3 separate regions of the Mus musculus genome follow, and all the other regions are linked to region 1. A link is a contact called in public promoter capture Hi-C data. All regions are on one chromosome and are shown on one strand. Each heading gives the region's core, a stretch centred on a gene start, on an enhancer-like site or on the middle of the called end of the contact. The rest is flanking DNA. Distances are from core to core; before and after follow the strand shown. Region 1 holds the start of Il1r2 (interleukin 1 receptor, type II). Region 2 holds the start of Map4k4 (mitogen-activated protein kinase kinase kinase kinase 4). Region 3 holds the start of 1700066B17Rik (RIKEN cDNA 1700066B17 gene).

Region 1 (3,440 bases), core at 254-2,753:
CCTCAGCAGGACCCATGGAACAATGACTGCTTCTCCTGTATCCCTCCATCTCCATTCATGGGCCCAGCAGCAATAGAATGTTCAGTTCAACTTCCCCACCAGTGCATGGGAAATGACCAAGATCCTTTGAGGTTCAAGATGCCTGTTACCCAAGATGCTTGTTGCAAATGCTGAGGTAGAGACTCCTCCTCAATTAGACCCAATGTGGTTCTGGCTCAGAAACCAGAAGCCACCCATGGAAAACCTGTGGCAAGGTACTTTTAAGTGACATGCAGCCCAGAGAGTGGAGGAAGGTGACTGGAAGACAGTATGTGTGAGCCACCAACATCATGCATGCATGCCCAGTTTGAGGGGGTGGTCTGAACTCTGAATACTTTGACACATTGTCTTTACCATTCATTTGTCTTTAGCAGATACAAATTCTGCGATATTGATGGAAGAAAATATGGTCATCAAATACCTAGGATAAAATTCACAGTGAGACAATATGTGGTGGAGAATTCTAAGCCCTACTCTGGTCAGCTGGGCAACAGAAGGACTCTTTGTCATACAAACAATTCTTTCTCATAAGTACTTCACAAATTAAGGACAGGGAGAGAAAACATGGGCTTCAGACTCCTTTTGGGGAGGTAAGATGAAGGCGGGGGTGGGGGGCAGGGGATGAGATTTGCATTTGTTCTTATTCCTACATCATTCTGGAGGTCGGAGGTCTGCATGGGCCTCAGTGGGCTAGAATGAATTGTAGTCCATACAGGGTCCCTGGAGCCACAAGGGCAGCATCCATGTCTTGGGTTTTTGTCCAGCCTCTGGCTCTCTGGCTCATGGACTGCAGCACTACACACACCATCCTCTTCCTCCTTTGGCTGTCTTACCACTTTTTCCTGAAGCACCAAACCCGAGCCTGTCTCCGGACCTGGAAATCCTTAACTTACATTAGCAGTCACTTTCTCTACATTAAGCAGCATGTTCCCAGCTTCCAAAGACTCAGACAAAAAGTTAAAAACAAAACCAACCAAACAAACAAACAAACAAAAAGCCAAACAAAGGCCCCCCTAAAACAAGCCCATCCATTTAATCCTCCTCCTAGTCAAGAAGAGTTCCTTGGGGGTGGGAGTGGGGATCTTGTGTCCCACTCATTTAAAACCCTCCTTTTCTCTTTAATGGGACCATGGTTGGGTTTTAAGCAGCATCCAGCAGATGGGGTGAAATCTTGCCTGTGAAACTGTTTACAACTTCTTCATGTACAGCCAGCATCACTTTAAAATGTGTTCTTGGCTGGAAGCATGCCATTCTAGCGACACACACACACACACACACACACACACACACACACTCAAATAAGGAAACTCAGAGTTTCCTAGGCCACTTCCCCATATGGCAAGGATGTACGCACAAAGCACCATGAGCAGGGTGCTCCCCGTGAGCAGGGAAAAGGTGTGTCCACCACCACCCAATTAGAGTGAGTGACACAGGCCAGTTAGGAAACCACAAGCAGGAGCCTATAAATCCCTGAGGGGGCTGCTGGGACATCACAGAAGGTGAAAGTCTGGCCCAGCAGCCTTCCCCAGTCAGGCAAGAAGCAGCAAGGTACAAGAATACACAGCTCCAGGTAAGAAGGTGGGAAAGAGGCAGGGGGAGACACCAGGAAGCCAGTCACCAGTCAGACACCAGTCTGAACATCAGGTCTGCTTTTAGTGGGTCCTCAGGCAACCCTCTATGAGTCTCCTAGCTTCCTCTGGGTGAGCGGTCTCCTCACCTGTGTGGAGGTCACTTTATTCCTTGATTGTTTTCTACTTCGTTTTCTCTGTTAGAAAAAAAGGGAGGGGGGGGACTACATCAGAGAGCTGCTATTGAATGTCCACAGATCCAGGTAGCAGGGGACAGACAAGCATCTAGAATTCACCTGGAGGAAGGGAGTGGGCTGGGTTCTTACCTTGGGAGGCTGAGCATCTGGGACAGAGCGCAGAGCACGTTGAAAGGCTTTGGGGACTTTCCTAGGGTGATTTTTTTTTTTTAAATGTACCTGATGCCTCTCAGAAACCATAGCTTCCAGGCAGACTGGGCAGCACTCTAAGACCTGCCTGGCACACACAGTTATTAGATAAATGAATGTACTGGTTTTTTTCCCTCCTCTGCTTCTTAAAGTCTCTTCTCTTCAGTCCCCTACTCTATTTTGAAGCCCATTTTTTCCCTTCTGAGCCCTAGCTTATATGTCTCTGACCTCAGCCTCCTTACACAGGGTGATCTTGGCCAGAGCTTCTCTCTGGGTTTCCTACTGTGTAAATAGAGGCAAAAGACTGGCCTGTCCTTCCCAGTCCCTGCTTGCAGTGGGATGTTGCTGGCTTCCGTCCGTGTTCCATATCGGCTTCCATCAACCTCACCCTCCTCTAGCTCTGCCTTACCTGGAGGCTTGCTCTCCGGGATCAGCATCTTGTTCCTACAGGCATAAGTGCAGAAGAATGTCTTCCCCGAGGCCTCTCTGAGCCTCGCCTGCCTCAATGCATTCTTTTCCTTTTCTTAGCTGGTAGTGCTGCGGGGATGGACCCTCCCTCGTGTGCTGCAGGTTGTCCTGGGCTTCCCCAAGCCATTCTCATTCCCAGCTCACCCTCAAATCCTACTGTTTTGACAGCGAGAATGGAGCGATCACGTGACCACGTCCGACTTTTTGACAGTGAGACCGGGGAGATCACGTGATCACGTCCCTCCTCCCATACCCCAGGATAGCAGCGCCAGCCTCTAGGGACAGCAGAAGCGGCAGAAGCGGGTGCTTTTTCAAGGAACTTCCGACTACTCTGTTTATCAGGTCTTCCAACTTGGCCTTTACCATATCTGCCTACGACACGCATTGCTTGGCCCACGCAGATTTTTTTTTTTTTTTTTTCAGATTCAGTAGATGTGGGTGTGTGCCCAAGGACTCGATCACACGCTGGAACTGCTTGTATGGGAAGAGCCCTTTTGGAGGACTATTTTCTTAGGAGATTAGATGAGGCTCATGCTCATTAGAGAGCCCAGGACGGAGGGAGTTATCTGTGGACAAGGAACTTGTGAGATCATTGCTTCTTGCATCTCCCGGGAGTCTTGTAAACACGCAGGTGACTTTTATTCCTGAGAGTTGATGTCTGGGCATCTGCTTTCTTCTCACGTGTTGATCATGTTGTGAGCAACCAAGCTTTCAAGAGTCAGGAAAGAGACCTTCCTTGGGAGTGAGGAATGAGTAAATGTATAGCATTGGGTGAGTGTTGAATGTTCGAGAGGTCGTAGTCATCAGATGTTTTACATGTGTGCAACAGGCGGGACTGTAGAATGAGACCCACTGATTCATGCCCTGTAGAATCCCCTCTCATTGAGTAAGGCTGGGGTGGATAAACAGAAGAATACTTACAGACATGCTACCTTATATAGTACTACTAGTACTATATAGTATTATATAGTACTCTTAG
Region 2 (3,530 bases), core at 4-2,503, 180 kb before region 1:
CGAATATAATTTCACTCTACAATGGAGTCTCATGTCAAACATCTTAGAACGTAACCCAAGCAGAAGAGCGCTGGACATTCTCTGGGGGCAGCGACTTGAACTCTGGGTATAGGCCGAAGTGGAGAGTATGCTCGCTCCTCTCTAGGCTAGGGTCTTTAGGGTTTGAGTACAACAATTGCAGTATTGGGGGTTTTCTACTCCGAGGCTATAAGGTGTGTACTGCTTAAATCAGAACAGTGTGGAGTGTGTGGGGAGGGAGGTGCAGAACGTTATTGACAACTAGATGCCCATGAAACAGTGGATTTTGGGGGGCGCCATGTAACACCAAGCTTAGCTTCATCTCTTAACTTATCAGGCCCATTCTAGGCCTTCTACATGTGGGAGTCAAGCAATTTTACAGCGATCTTGTACCTGGCCATTCTGGGATACTGTTGAGAACACCCGCTGTGAGGTAACAGGGAGTCACTAAACATGTTTTTGGCTGGTCCTGGGACGTGATAAAGAGGGACAGTAGTTGAACTGCCTAGCTGACTTGCTGTGGCATGCTGGAAGAAGCCTGTTTGGTGACCCGTGGTGATCTCCATCCAGGTACTGTCAGGGTTTTAGATCCCGAGCAGAGGGCTCGCCCGTCCGCCCTCCCTCCCATGGGCCAAACTGGCTCGGGGAACACAGCAGCGAGCAATCACAGCGACTGTTTTGGATTCTCCCGGACGGTCAAGTGATGCTCAGCGAATCCTCCAGCAGCAACCAAGCCACAAACTGAGACAGGAAAGGAGAAAGGAGAGGAACACCCCTTGGGGGGTAAAAAGGAAACGAGGGTCTACGGGACCGACCGGCCGTAGGCGGCGGAGGGGTCCGAGGCCCGACCCCGGCGCGTCCTGGCACACCCTCTCCCGGGCGAGCGGCGCGGGTGGGGTGTCCACGGGGCCGCCGGGGCGCTCCGAGTCTTTCATTCATTGTTAGCGGAGGCTGGGGTGTTCCGCCGCGCCCCGCACTTCCTCCGGGAAGGCCCCGAGGGCTCCCGGCCCCACCCCGGGCCGGGCCACCATCCGCGGAGGGCCGGCCGCCCGGCCATTGTTCGAGCCCCACCCCTGCTGAATATTCACGCGGGCGGGCGGCGAGCGAGCGAGGGCGAGGGCCGGGTTCCGCCCGCTCTCCCGGCGGAGGGGGCGGGGGAGTCGCTCGCCCCTCCTCAGCGGCGCCGGTCGGTGCCCCGCGTCCCCGCCCCCGCCCCCGCCTCCCGCGGCATCTTTGTCTCGCGGCCTCGCGCTCGCTCGCTCGCCGCGCTCTCCGGCCCCAGCTCCGGGCCGCTCGTGCAGGCGCGCGCGCGCGGGGCGCCGGGGCCTGAGGCGGCGGGCGACGCCCGGGGGGCGGGTGGGGGCCGAGGGAGGACCGCCAAGCCATGGTGTGAGCTCCGCGGCCAGCGCTCTCCGCGCCGCGCTCCGCTCCGACCGGACGACAAGCCGCCCGGGCGGCGGCGGCCTGCCCGTGCGGCCCGAGCCCCGGCGCCGCCGAGCCCCTGCCCGTCTCTCGCTCTCTCGCCCGCTCCCGGAGCGGCGACCCGGGGAAGATGGCGAACGACTCTCCCGCGAAGAGCCTGGTGGACATTGACCTGTCGTCCCTGCGGGTGAGTGCGGCCGCGCCCTGCGCGCCGCGGTGGACACGGACACCCGCGGGCGCGGCGGCCCCTTTGTCTGCCGGGCGAGCGGGCGGGCGGGTGCCACGGCGCTCCCGGGGACCCGGCGGGGCGAGCCTTTGTCACCGCCCTGCATCCCTCCCTCCGCCCTCTCGCCCTCCTCGGTTGGGGTCCCTCTTTTGAGTTGATAACCTCCCCCTCCTCTCTCTCCAGGACCCTGCTGGGATTTTTGAGCTGGTGGAAGTGGTTGGAAATGGCACCTATGGACAAGTCTATAAGGTCGGTGTGGGGCGCCTTTGTTCCCCGTGGCGTGGAGAAACTTCTTAGGGGACGAGGGAAAGGGTGACGAAACGCTGCTGACTGCAGGCCGTGCCGCCTGGCCAAAGTTGGGAAAGGGGGTTTCGCCTGGCTTTTCTTTTTTTTTCTTTTTCTTTTTTGTTTTTTTGCCTGTGTTCAGACTGGCCTTAAAAGACCTCATTTCCTGGCTTTGAGATAAAGGAAATAAGCTACACTGTTAGGCATGCACTTGGCTTTAGCAAAATAGAAAAGGAATTTTGTGTTCGAGGGTGACCACAGGGTCTCCCCCCAAACCCCCTTTCCTCCAAATCTGGCCTTCATGCGTTTGCGTTTGTCCGTGAATTAAAATTCGGTGTAGACAGGCCTTGCCTATGACTCCACTCAGCCACTGCCTTGGTATTCTTGAGACATGTCATCGTGCTTCTGCCTTCGGAGTGCTTGCCGTAGGCTCCAACTTGGGGAGGCTAGCGTTACCTGGTACTGATTTTAAAGCTTGGCCAGCATACCCTGTTCTAGTGGACAGTATCTTGGGGAAGCGGGCGGGGGAGTGTGCTTTTGGGCCACGGGAACAGGAGGAATTACAGTGTGGGGATTATAAAATGTGAATTCCAGGAATAACCTTTGTGACAGCTGTGTAATTGAGATGGCTGGGAGGAGAGAGAGCAAGGAGTAGAGAGGATGCCAGACTTCACACCCGCCACCCCTGGTCGTTCTCTCTCTTTAAATTTATCCTCCTCCCTGGGCTGCAGATGAAGCTGAGGAATCTGTTGGCCTGTGTCGCCGCGGAGCTGGCACCTAAGGCTGTGAACTGTTGTTCATTCTGTTTCGCTCGCTCGGTCTAGAAGGCGGCTCAGGCTCCGAAGTGTAAAAAAAAAAAAAACACAAACAAAACAAAGCAAAAACCTTTACGTTCGTTCGGTTTCCTGATTTCCTTCTTGTTGGTAAACGGTTTTCTGGAATTATCTTTGCTTGGGGAGTTTTCTAGTTACTGGGACTGGGTCAAGGTTGAGCTACACACACAGAGAAAAATTATCTTATGAAGGAGGGCTTTGTGGCTCACCATGAAGAATTGTCATTGTTTCCCTAAAAATGGGGGTGGTGGTTGAAGCTGACTGTAGACATTTTCTGAGGCCAAATTAAGTGTGGATTCTTTTGTCCCTTTTCAGCCTTGTGAATAGGGTTTATGTGCTCAAGATTGCTTCTCCGGGGCTCCAGCTTCCCCCTCTCCCCAGCACGGGGCCTGGAAGGTGGTATTGACAGGCCTGCCTGTGGTCAGAGCCTGAGTCAGTACTCTTAGGTGATCTCAAGTGAATTAGCATGTTTTGTTGGTTAACTGTTGGGGCCTGGGCCAGATTTTTGAATTTGAAAGGGAGCCCTGTTAACAGCCTGCTGGGCCCAACTGAATTTGGAAGGCTTTGGAAAATTTTGGAAAAGACTGTGTTGCAACTCACTGGAGTGGCTGGCTGGTAACTGGCTTAAAGACACTCTTCCCAGCTCCAGAGTTTGTTTAAGCACGGATTGGTTTTTTTCTAACCTAGTTTTTCTGGCCAGATCTAAGTTGTGAGTAGACTCTTCCAAGTGAGTTAGCCAGAGCTTG
Region 3 (3,368 bases), core at 629-3,128, 240 kb before region 1:
GCGGGACTTGAACTCACTATTATATAGGCCAGGTTGTCCTTGACTTCAAAGATACTTGGCTGCATCTGCCTCCTGAGTTCTGAGCATAAAGGTGTGTGCCAGCACAACCAGCTCTCTCAAGGTGGCTCTTGATGCCTTGAGAAACATCACTTAGGTTTTTACAAACATTTTATTCAAATTTCATCTTTAAGATATATTAAATTGTTTTCATACCGTAGCATAATGGCTCTCAACGTATCCTCACTGCAGACCAATAGGTATGTTACAAAACAAGTTCGTTGTAAAGACGTTGGGAGATATCAGGTCCCTGCCATTCTCTGATGACTTACAGAAATATTTCAAGGTTGCAAGGCTGACTATTTTTTTTAATTGTTATGGTTTATATAATCCTTTATCTGTGTGAAGGAGGAATTTCTCATTACAGTGTGACCAAAATAAACTCTAAAAATAATCTGAACCCCAAGGCTGGCTTCAGACGGTGCCAGGTTCCCATAACCCTTCTACATTTTTCCATCTGTAAAGCTGCTCTCGGTTCACATTACTGGGCTCTATGGTGTGTGAATATAAGCTGAGGCTATAGTGGGAATATATATGTGTAACACAAACCGTTAGCCATTTGATATTTTAGGGATTTCTGGAATGTTATTTGAAAGATGGACTGAACTATCTCTTTGAAAGTTTCAAAACCACTAAGCGGGGGAGGCAATGTCCTAGAGTCCAGCCTGCCAGTAATTCTGCAACCAATGCCTAAGAAAACAAAGGGTCTGCCTGGGGACTGAACCCAGAGAGGCCCAACCAGGAAAAACCACTGGAGCATTTTGCTGGAGAGCGAGGTGAACAAGAATATGCTCTGGGTCTCCTCTGGATGCCCAGATCCCTGACCTCAAAGGTTTGTGTGTTTGCCTCGGTGCTGACTTCAACATGGTCTGGCCCCTGTTCAGCAGCTAGGGAAGCCCTTGAGTAATACATGCTGGTGCTCAAACATTGGGAGCCAGGCATAGACCTAGAACCTCCTAAACTCAGTAACAGTAGAGATCAGAGCAAGCCAGGGGAGGCTAAAGGAAAGGAGCAGTCCAGGGCTGGGAGACTCTGTTCAGAATGGGGATGCCACACAGCACCTCTTCCTTCTCCTACCCCCACCCCACCCCCAGCCCTATCCTCAGACCTGCCTTCGTCCTGTGACTTTTTCAACAAAGGTAGATTAGACACCAGGGTCTTTTCTGGTCCCTCCTCCTCTTTCCCCCCATTCCTTCTTCTCCTCCCCCTCCCTTTCTCCTCTTTCTCCTCCCCCTTCCTCCCTTCCTCCTAGTCTTTGGCTTCCCCTGGACTTTCCCCGACTCTTTAAAAACGTTCTCTCTCTGACAGTCGACAGGGAAAGGAAAGATATTTTCTTCATTGGTGTAAGGCACCCATGCTCCCACAAACAACAACCCGGCGCTCCTGTAAATAACAATAATGAAACTTACTGGGTCATGAAATAAAGGAAGGGGGGATGAGGTTAGAAGGTGGACTAGTTGAGAAGGGGAACGGGATTAATGGAGGGTGGGAGGGACAAGATGTTGAGGGGATAAAAGTGATCAAAATGCACAATGAAAACAATTATTATGTGCAATTAAGATATAATAGTAAAACCACTTTTTAAAAGCTCTCTCTCAGTTCTGCCCCTGTAACTACTGTCCTATCTGTCCCTAGCCTTCACATGAAACGTCTTGCCATCAAGACGTGACTGTGGCATTGCGTCCCTCCCTAAGCCAGTGTGCCTGGACTTCCCCTGCTGGAACAGTGGCGTCATCTCAAAGGTCACAGCGACTTCCTGATTTTAAGTCCAGGAAGCTTTCTGGGAGCTGATGCTCTCACCGGCCTCTGTGTAATGATGTCTACAGACCACCGCTCCTCAGGTTGGAGATGCCCTTTGATATTGTGACTTCACTTCCTGTTTTCCCCTCCCCCACCCTCACCATACCTATCTCCAAAAGCTTTTTCTATCTTCCTATGCCTCTAAAGCAGTAGATCTCAACCTGTTGGCTGAGTGGCCCCTCTGGAGCCAAACAGCCCTTACATAGGGATAGCATATCAGATATCCTGCATATCAAATATTTACATTATGATTGGTAACAGTAGCAGGTTTACAGTTATGAAGTAGCAACAAAAATAATGTTATGGTTGGGGGGGGGGGTCTCCCCAACATGAGGAACTGCATGAAAGTATCACAGCATTAGGAAGGTTGCAGCTCTAAAGCAAGATGGCGGTGCTAGTTTATAGCACACTATCACAGGGTGCTGAAGACAATTGTAAAACAATTGGCTTTCTGCCCACTCTGAAAGCTAGACGTCCAAGATGGCATCAGTGTTGGTATATCAGTCTATTTTCCACTGCTACAAAAAAAAAAAAAAAAAAACCACAAAACTGCCTGGTGTTGGGTTCTTTGTAAAGAAAGAGGTTTTATTTAACTCATACATCTTCAAGTCCAAGAGCACAGCCCTGATTGTCACTCAGCTCTGGTGAGGGCCTCCCTGCAGGAACATGTGCTGAAATCGGATAGCAAGATCCGAAATCAGAGAAATTCAGGCTCTATAGCTTGATCTCCAAGGACCTGACCAGAGTGTCACAACTCTATCAATCCCTGCCTAGTGCAGCATCCACAAAAACTTAACCACCTCCCGATAGGCCCCACCTCTTAAAGGTTCAACCACCTTACACTGCCACACTGGGAACCAAATTTCCCACACATGACCCTTTGAGGAGGACACTCAAGTCATCTCTGAACTATAGCAGCTGGTTTCTTCTGTAGGCTGTCTTATTGATTTATAGATGGTGGGCCTTCTCCTGTGGCCTTGTATTCTACCTCCGTTTATATATGTATCTAATTTCCTTCTCTTATAAGGACACTAATCATATTAGATTAGTTCTCCCTAATGACTTTGTCTTAATCATCTCTGTAAACTCATTTTCTCTAAATGAACTCCATTCTGGGACACGGGAGATGGGCATCGCCGCAACACATGGATTTTGGAGGTGGAAGAAAAAGGCATAATGTCATCCCTAGCCATGGTCAATCTCATTCAAATCCTTGGTCCTTTTAAATATTGCTTTCTTATACCCATCTAAAAGCTGGGTGTATAGTTATCAAGCAAAATGGTTTTTTTTTTAATTGCAAAAAGTAATATATCTCATGAAAACATCAAAGGTGTCGGGGAAAAGGACTAATGAGATGTTGTGATTTCGAAATAAAATGCAGCTCCCAGTCCTCACCTGCGCTCTGAGCCTGATTCCACTGTGCTCCCAGTCCCAGTGAGTGCTGGCAGTTCCCACAGGCTACGGAGCAGTGCCTACTCGGGCTCCCTTGTCTTCACCTAAGACCCCTACAA

The links. Promoter capture Hi-C pulls out the DNA fragments that hold promoters and counts their contacts.
Region 2: a contact with region 1 is called in a promoter capture Hi-C map of pre-B cells. The contact joins the promoter of Map4k4 here to the promoter of Il1r2 in region 1. A contact is called at or near these places in 3 of 39 promoter capture datasets (the C10 cell line, neutrophils and pre-B cells), 3 of 484 Hi-C or Micro-C datasets (centroblasts, myocytes and neutrophils), 1 of 115 datasets of contacts at active chromatin or transcription factors (memory CD8 T cells) and 2 of 9 other capture datasets (adipose tissue and pancreatic islet).
Region 3: a contact with region 1 is called in a promoter capture Hi-C map of hematopoietic stem and progenitor cells, with 4 times the contacts expected there. The contact joins the promoter of 1700066B17Rik here to the promoter of Il1r2 in region 1. A contact is called at or near these places in 9 of 39 promoter capture datasets (the 3T3-L1 cell line, cranial neural crest, embryonic stem cells and 5 more), 1 of 484 Hi-C or Micro-C datasets (regulatory T cells), 2 of 115 datasets of contacts at active chromatin or transcription factors (bone marrow-derived macrophages and thymic regulatory T cells) and 1 of 9 other capture datasets (liver).

Annotation. Positions count from the first base shown.
Region 1 is chr1:40,083,211-40,086,650 of GRCm38.p6, forward strand. Il1r2 (interleukin 1 receptor, type II) reads left to right here and starts at 1,504. Exons shown (of 9, transcript NM_010555.5): 1 at 1,504-1,609. Gm16894 (predicted gene, 16894) reads right to left here and starts at 2,641. Exons shown (of 4, transcript NR_037980.1): 1 at 2,403-2,641; 2 at 1,934-2,077; 3 at 1,757-1,804.
Region 2 is chr1:39,899,660-39,903,189 of GRCm38.p6, forward strand. Map4k4 (mitogen-activated protein kinase kinase kinase kinase 4) reads left to right here and starts at 1,254. Exons shown (of 32, transcript NM_001252200.1): 1 at 1,254-1,627; 2 at 1,850-1,915. The coding sequence starts at 1,571.
Region 3 is chr1:39,845,452-39,848,819 of GRCm38.p6, forward strand. It overlaps 1700066B17Rik (RIKEN cDNA 1700066B17 gene), which reads right to left and starts at 1,879. Exons shown (of 5, transcript NR_040465.1): 1 at 1,858-1,879; 2 at 214-395.